Linked DNA regions of Rattus norvegicus: region 1 is linked to region 2. A link is a contact called in public Hi-C data. All regions are on one chromosome and are shown on one strand. Each heading gives the region's core, a stretch centred on a gene start, on an enhancer-like site or on the middle of the called end of the contact. The rest is flanking DNA. Distances are from core to core; before and after follow the strand shown.

Region 1 (2,700 bases), core at 36-2,535, 130 kb after region 2:
TCTACGATAAACTTGTTCTTTAAAACCAGCTTCATACTGGTTGAGATATCTTCTGTTACAACTATTGAAAAAGAATCCTTATTAAAATGGGAAACCAAATATTTAAATAAAACTTCCTTAGCGACGATTTACAGGAACAAATAAATTATACATTTTATTTGAGGTATAACCAGATGTTAATAGTCTCTTACCTTTATGTTTCCCCTATTAACATTCCCTTTACCACAGTCAGAAGTCAACAGGGTTCATTACCAGGAATTCACGCTTTGTAGTTATTACATTGTCATGAATTTTACCAGTAGTGCCGCGTTTCCGTTTTAAAATCTCACCCTAAACTGTTGTTTCCTCCGGTCTGTTTCTCAGACTTTACTCACTTATGACCTTGAAGGCTTTGAGTAGTATGAGCCAAATATCTTGTGAAGAGTCCATTTGATTCGGTCTATCTGACGCTCTAATATAAGTTCTGGGTTTTGGTGGAGCCCTTCTCATGTCCTAGAGCAGGCATTCAAGGGTTCGTGCTGTCAACCTATCACTAACCTTAACAATCACCTGGCCTAAATAGTATCTGGCTTTTTTCTTCATTGTAATCTTTTGTTTTTTCCTTTTCATATTCCTAATAACCAGAGTGAGGGCCATCCTTGGCAAACTCCTTGTATTTACTAGCTATTTCCGGGCCCTGGGGACATGTGACAATGGCTGGCTTATTTCACAGGAATTGGCACCCTGCTCACAAAGAAGCTGGCAGCACTGGCTGATAATTCACTTAGTTTGGGAGAGCACCTCCTAAGGTAAACCTCTGGTCAGAGTCCCATCGCCAAGACCTCTAACGCCCCCGCTGAATCCCCTTCCTAAGCATCTTGAGGCGCGCGCGGTGCTATAGGACTTGAAGCAGAAGGAAGCTCTTTCCGGCCAAGGTGGAAGGGGAGGACGCGGGGCCTGCAGGGTGGGTCCCTCTTTTCCCGCTACGTGCGTGCTTGCAGACAGAAGCCCCAGTACAGGCGACTTCCGCTTCTCCAGAGGGATAAAAGGGCTTGACTCCACCCAGCGGTACGTGCCTAGTTCTGCTCGCGTCATGGCCGCCGCCGAAGCTCAAAGGCCAGGATATCAACCCTCTTCACCCATGGCCTTCACTGCGCATGCGTGCCCACGACCCCCTGGGCTTCACTCCCAGAGGGCGGACCCAGGTGGGTCATCCTGGCCAATCAGCTGGCATGCCGCGTAGCAGGCTCCGCCCCCTCTCCATCGCTCTGGGTTCCGGGCTACACGTGTCACTGTTTGGGTACGTGAGGCCGCTGCAGGGCTGGGAAAATCGAGCTGTGGAGAACTGGGCGGTGGGGACACTCCTAGGCTGGGGAGCGGCGGGGAGGGGCCACCGCCCTCCAAGTCCCAGAGAGCTTTAAATTCTGCTGAAAGGGGGCAGTCCCATGCACTCTTACCGACCGGTTTCGCCTCGCTGAACTCCCGGGGACACTTGTCATCTGCTTTAGGGGGCGATGCTGTTGCTTAGCTGCAACTTGGAGGTGAGACTCTCACCCCTTTACGTCCTGCAGGTTAGATCTCCCAGAGGTCTGTCTTGGGAGCTCTAACAAGCGTGACGCTGGGTGACAGAGCGCTGGGTTACCAGGTCAAACCTTGTCTGGTTTTGTTTTCTTTTCTCGTGGAGGGTGGATTTTTCAGCTCAGAAGGCTCAAGCAAGACAGGACGGTGACAGTCTGTTCTTTTCCTGCAGGAGGATGGCCTTAAGAATTTGCTGGAGACAGGAGCATCAGTCAACGCACCCCCGGATCCTCAAGAGCAGTCGCCTGTTCACCTAGCTGCAGGTGGCGGCCTTGCTTGCTTTCTTCTCTGGCAGCTGCAAACGGGTGCTGACCTCAACCAACAGGTAACTAGGTAACCGATTGTTGCTATGTACAACCCTCTCCTCCACCCAGTGTTTGCACAAACATTTCCCAGTTGCGGGTTTCAGTTGGTATAAAGAGCCATGTAAGAATTTCCAGGAAAAACATACTGCAAGATGGTAACTTGGAACTTGTTTAGTATCCACATTAATAAAGCAAAAACAAGCCATGGGATTACTTTTTTTTTTTTCTTTTTTTCGGAGCTGGGGACCGAACCCAGGGCCTTGCGTTTGCTAGGCAAGCGCTCTACCACTTAGCTAAATCCCCAACCCCCATGGGATTACTTTTAATAATTTAATCCAATACTGTTTTAATATGTAATTATATCAGCAGTGATTGAGATGCTATTTTATTTTGCTTTCCTACCACAGTTCAGTGTGTATTTTACTTTTATGGCATAGTTCAATAAGTCTACCCACATTTCAAATGCTCCTTAGCAATAGGTGGGTACTGGCTACTCTCACATTGTATAGTGTGTGTCTACAGGACTTTTAAGAGTACTTGCTTTTTGTCCAAGTCCCATCAACCAGGAAATAATGTGTGGGAGACATGTCTACCATCAATTCTTTGAGTAGTCTTCATCATTAGAGTGTGATGAAGTTTTCAATTATAAACCTTTGCCTTCTATAGAACTCTAGTTTGCTGGCAGTCCCTTAATTTTTAATGTATGAGAATATGGCTACTGGTTTTTTTTTTTTAATGGAAACTTTGTATTAGCACAGCAAGAGAACTTTGTCAAAAATACAATGAAATGAAATAGTTCTATTGTTACAAGGTATTACATTGCCCACTGGCTTCTACA
Region 2 (2,700 bases), core at 183-2,682:
ATACTTGTCTTTAAATAGTTATAAAAACAATTCACATAAACACTACATTCTATTAGAATTAAATGTTAGGGATGACTTTTAAATCTATGACTTGGTCTTCCACTTGGAGGAATTTGTTATGATGACCTGGAAGGAAAACACGGGTGGACTGTTTATGTACACCCGTGTCTTCTCTTGAATAATAACCTTTTGTGTTATACTTCATTTTAAGCAGGCAAGTACTTTACTTCATGACTGTTTTCTTTTCCCTTTTTTGATGAAATGGCAAATACTTATTATGGATGAAACAATCCCTTTACAGAAAAAAAAACAAAAATAGTATAGCTGTAATATATAACACTATATATAACACTGCATTTTAAGGCTTATTTTACTCATCTGCCACCTGGGGCACTATCAGTCAACATACTAGAGACGCTGCAAATATTAGGCTGCACACCTTTGATTCCAGTACTCTGAAAGCAGAGGCAAGCAGATCTCTGAGGGAGTCCAGACTAGCCTGGTCCACATAGTGAGTTTCAGGATAGCCAGGTTTACACAGAGAGACCCTGTCACAAAACAAAATAGTACAAGTTAAAGAATTTGGAATTGTTCATTAAAGTGTCATGGGGAGAGGTCCTAGGCTCCTTATCTATCAAGTTCCCCTTCTTTTCTTATTTCATTCCTTTTTGTCCTCTCTACTCTGTCTCCCTTCCCAGTGTCTTCAGAAATTCTTATTTTCCACCATTCCTCTAAGACAGTCAACACCCCGTATGGTCTTTGGCAGCCCTGTTATAGTATTGAGGAGCATTTGGACATTTTCTTCTCAGCAAACATCGTCTGTAGACTACCGGCTGCGACTAAGATAGGAGAGGGAAATATGTTCTCTCAAAATTATTTGAACCAGTTTCTTTTGCGTGGGTAACAGCTTTTGTACCGAGTAGTTGTTGGCAACAAAAACACAAAATCGGAGCCAAATCGATTATGGCAGCTGTGTACACTCTCTGGCACCAGGAAGACACTCTGGGAGTCTTTCCATAAGTAAGTGGGAACCACAGGCTTCACTTAACTCCTTCAGTTTTGTCTTAGTCCCTATCCTTGGGCGGTGGGGTCGGTTGTAAGAAAGAAGTAAAATTGAGGATCAGGGACAGTATCAGGTTAATCAGAGAGTTAGAGGACAAGGGCCGGTGTCTGGTACCGGGATGTAGGCAAGGCGAGGAGCGAGCGGGGAAAATAAGGGAGCACCTGAGCCGAGCAGTACTCAAGCTTCTGACACCTGCAGCAAAATTTTCCACGAACAGACGCGGTCCCCGGGGGGCGGGGGTGGAGGCTCGGGAAGTAGCGGGGTCTACTGCGATTGGTCGCGCCCCTTTCCGGCCGCCCCCGCCCCCGGGTGGGCGGGGCGACCACGCCCCACTGTCAGTCAGCCGCAGGTCCCGCCCCCGCCCCCGCGCGTCTCAAGCCCGTGGGGCTCCAGTCGCCTCGCGGTCCCGCTACCTGGGCACGCCAGGTCGGCGGGCAGCTGCGGGCCCAGCGCGGGGCGGCGGCACCGAGGGGGGCGCGGCGGTGTCTGTTGGAGCGGTTCCCGCGCAGGGCCGCCGGCGAGGGCATGAGCACGGGCTGCCCTTGCCTCGCGAGCGGCGGCGGGAGCGGCGAGGCGGCCGGGCGCCGCGCACAGGCCACGGCCCGGGGCGGCGCCGGGGGGCAGCGGGCCGGGAGATGAGCCTGTCGCCAGCGGCCCAGGAAGCAGCATGCACCGCGATGCCACCGACAGCAGCGGCGCCCGCCGCGGCCCCACGTCCGCCGCAGACGCCTGCCGCGCTGCCCGGGGCTCCGCGGACGGACAGCGGACGGCGGACCGCCCGGGCGGGGGCTGGCGGGGGCCCGCAGCCGTGGCGGCCCTGGCCGTGCTGGCGCTGTGCTGCCTGGTCCCGGGCTGGGGACCGGCGGCGGGCACGGGGCCGGGCGCGGTACTGCTGCGCCTCAGCCTGTACCTGAGCTGCGCCGCGGCCGCCTTGCTGCTGGGGACACTGGTCGCGCTCGTCTGCTGGAGCCCGCGCGCCCAGCCGCCGGACTTCGCCTCTTCCTGGAGCCGGCTGGCGGCGGCCGTCCGCTGTCCGCTGCGGGTGAGTACCGGTCTCGGCTGCCTCGCGTGCCCGCGGCTTCGTGCGCGCGCAGATCCTGGGGGGCTCCCGCAGGGTGGCCCTCCCGCATCCTAAGCCCGCTGAGGACTGGGCGGCGCGGGCTTGGCCACGCGCGCGGTTTTAGGCTCTGTAGTTACTCATCCACCATCCTCTGCACGCAGAGATCCAGGCAGGTCTCCGAGGTTGAAGTTGGTGAGTGCTGGCGAAAAATCGCACACAGCACCTACAGGAGGAGGCAGGCTTCGCTCTCAGTACTGATGATTCTGTTGGGGTTTTCCATCTGTAGTGTGTGGGAGATAACTTTATGATGGTTTCCAGAAGAGAAAACTTGGTTGGGTCACCCAGTCCGAGCTCACTCAATGGGCCCTGTGTACTTCACACCTGTAAGGTCTTGTTTTCCTCCATGTGGGTTAAGTGGTAACGCAGCTCAGTTGGATGTCTGATTTGAGGGGATTGGGGGACATGCTCACTAGGAACCACTGTCTTTTGTTAAGAGGAAAAGCTGACGTCAGTGAGGTGTAGGACACCAGGGTTGTGGTTATGTAGGGATATATAGGTTATGTTGTGGAATGCAGTT

The links. A called contact is a pair of places that touch in the nucleus more often than the background predicts.
Region 1: a Hi-C map of liver shows a contact between it and region 2, with 4 times the contacts expected there. The contact joins the promoter of Ankrd37 here to the promoter of Snx25 in region 2. A contact is called at or near these places in 10 of 12 Hi-C or Micro-C datasets (the A7r5 cell line, Schwann cells, frontal cortex and 5 more) and 1 of 1 datasets of contacts at active chromatin or transcription factors (oligodendrocytes).

What each region holds. Positions count from the first base shown.
Region 1 is chr16:53,000,222-53,002,921 of GRCr8, forward strand. Ankrd37 (ankyrin repeat domain 37) reads left to right here and starts at 1,286. Exons shown (of 5, transcript NM_001108400.3): 1 at 1,286-1,520; 2 at 1,730-1,882. The coding sequence starts at 1,494. It also overlaps a transcript of Lrp2bp not described here.
Region 2 is chr16:52,865,670-52,868,369 of GRCr8, forward strand. It overlaps Snx25 (sorting nexin 25), which reads left to right and starts at 1,433. Exons shown (of 19, transcript XM_224863.9): 1 at 1,433-2,105. The coding sequence starts at 1,731. It also overlaps a transcript of Cfap97 not described here.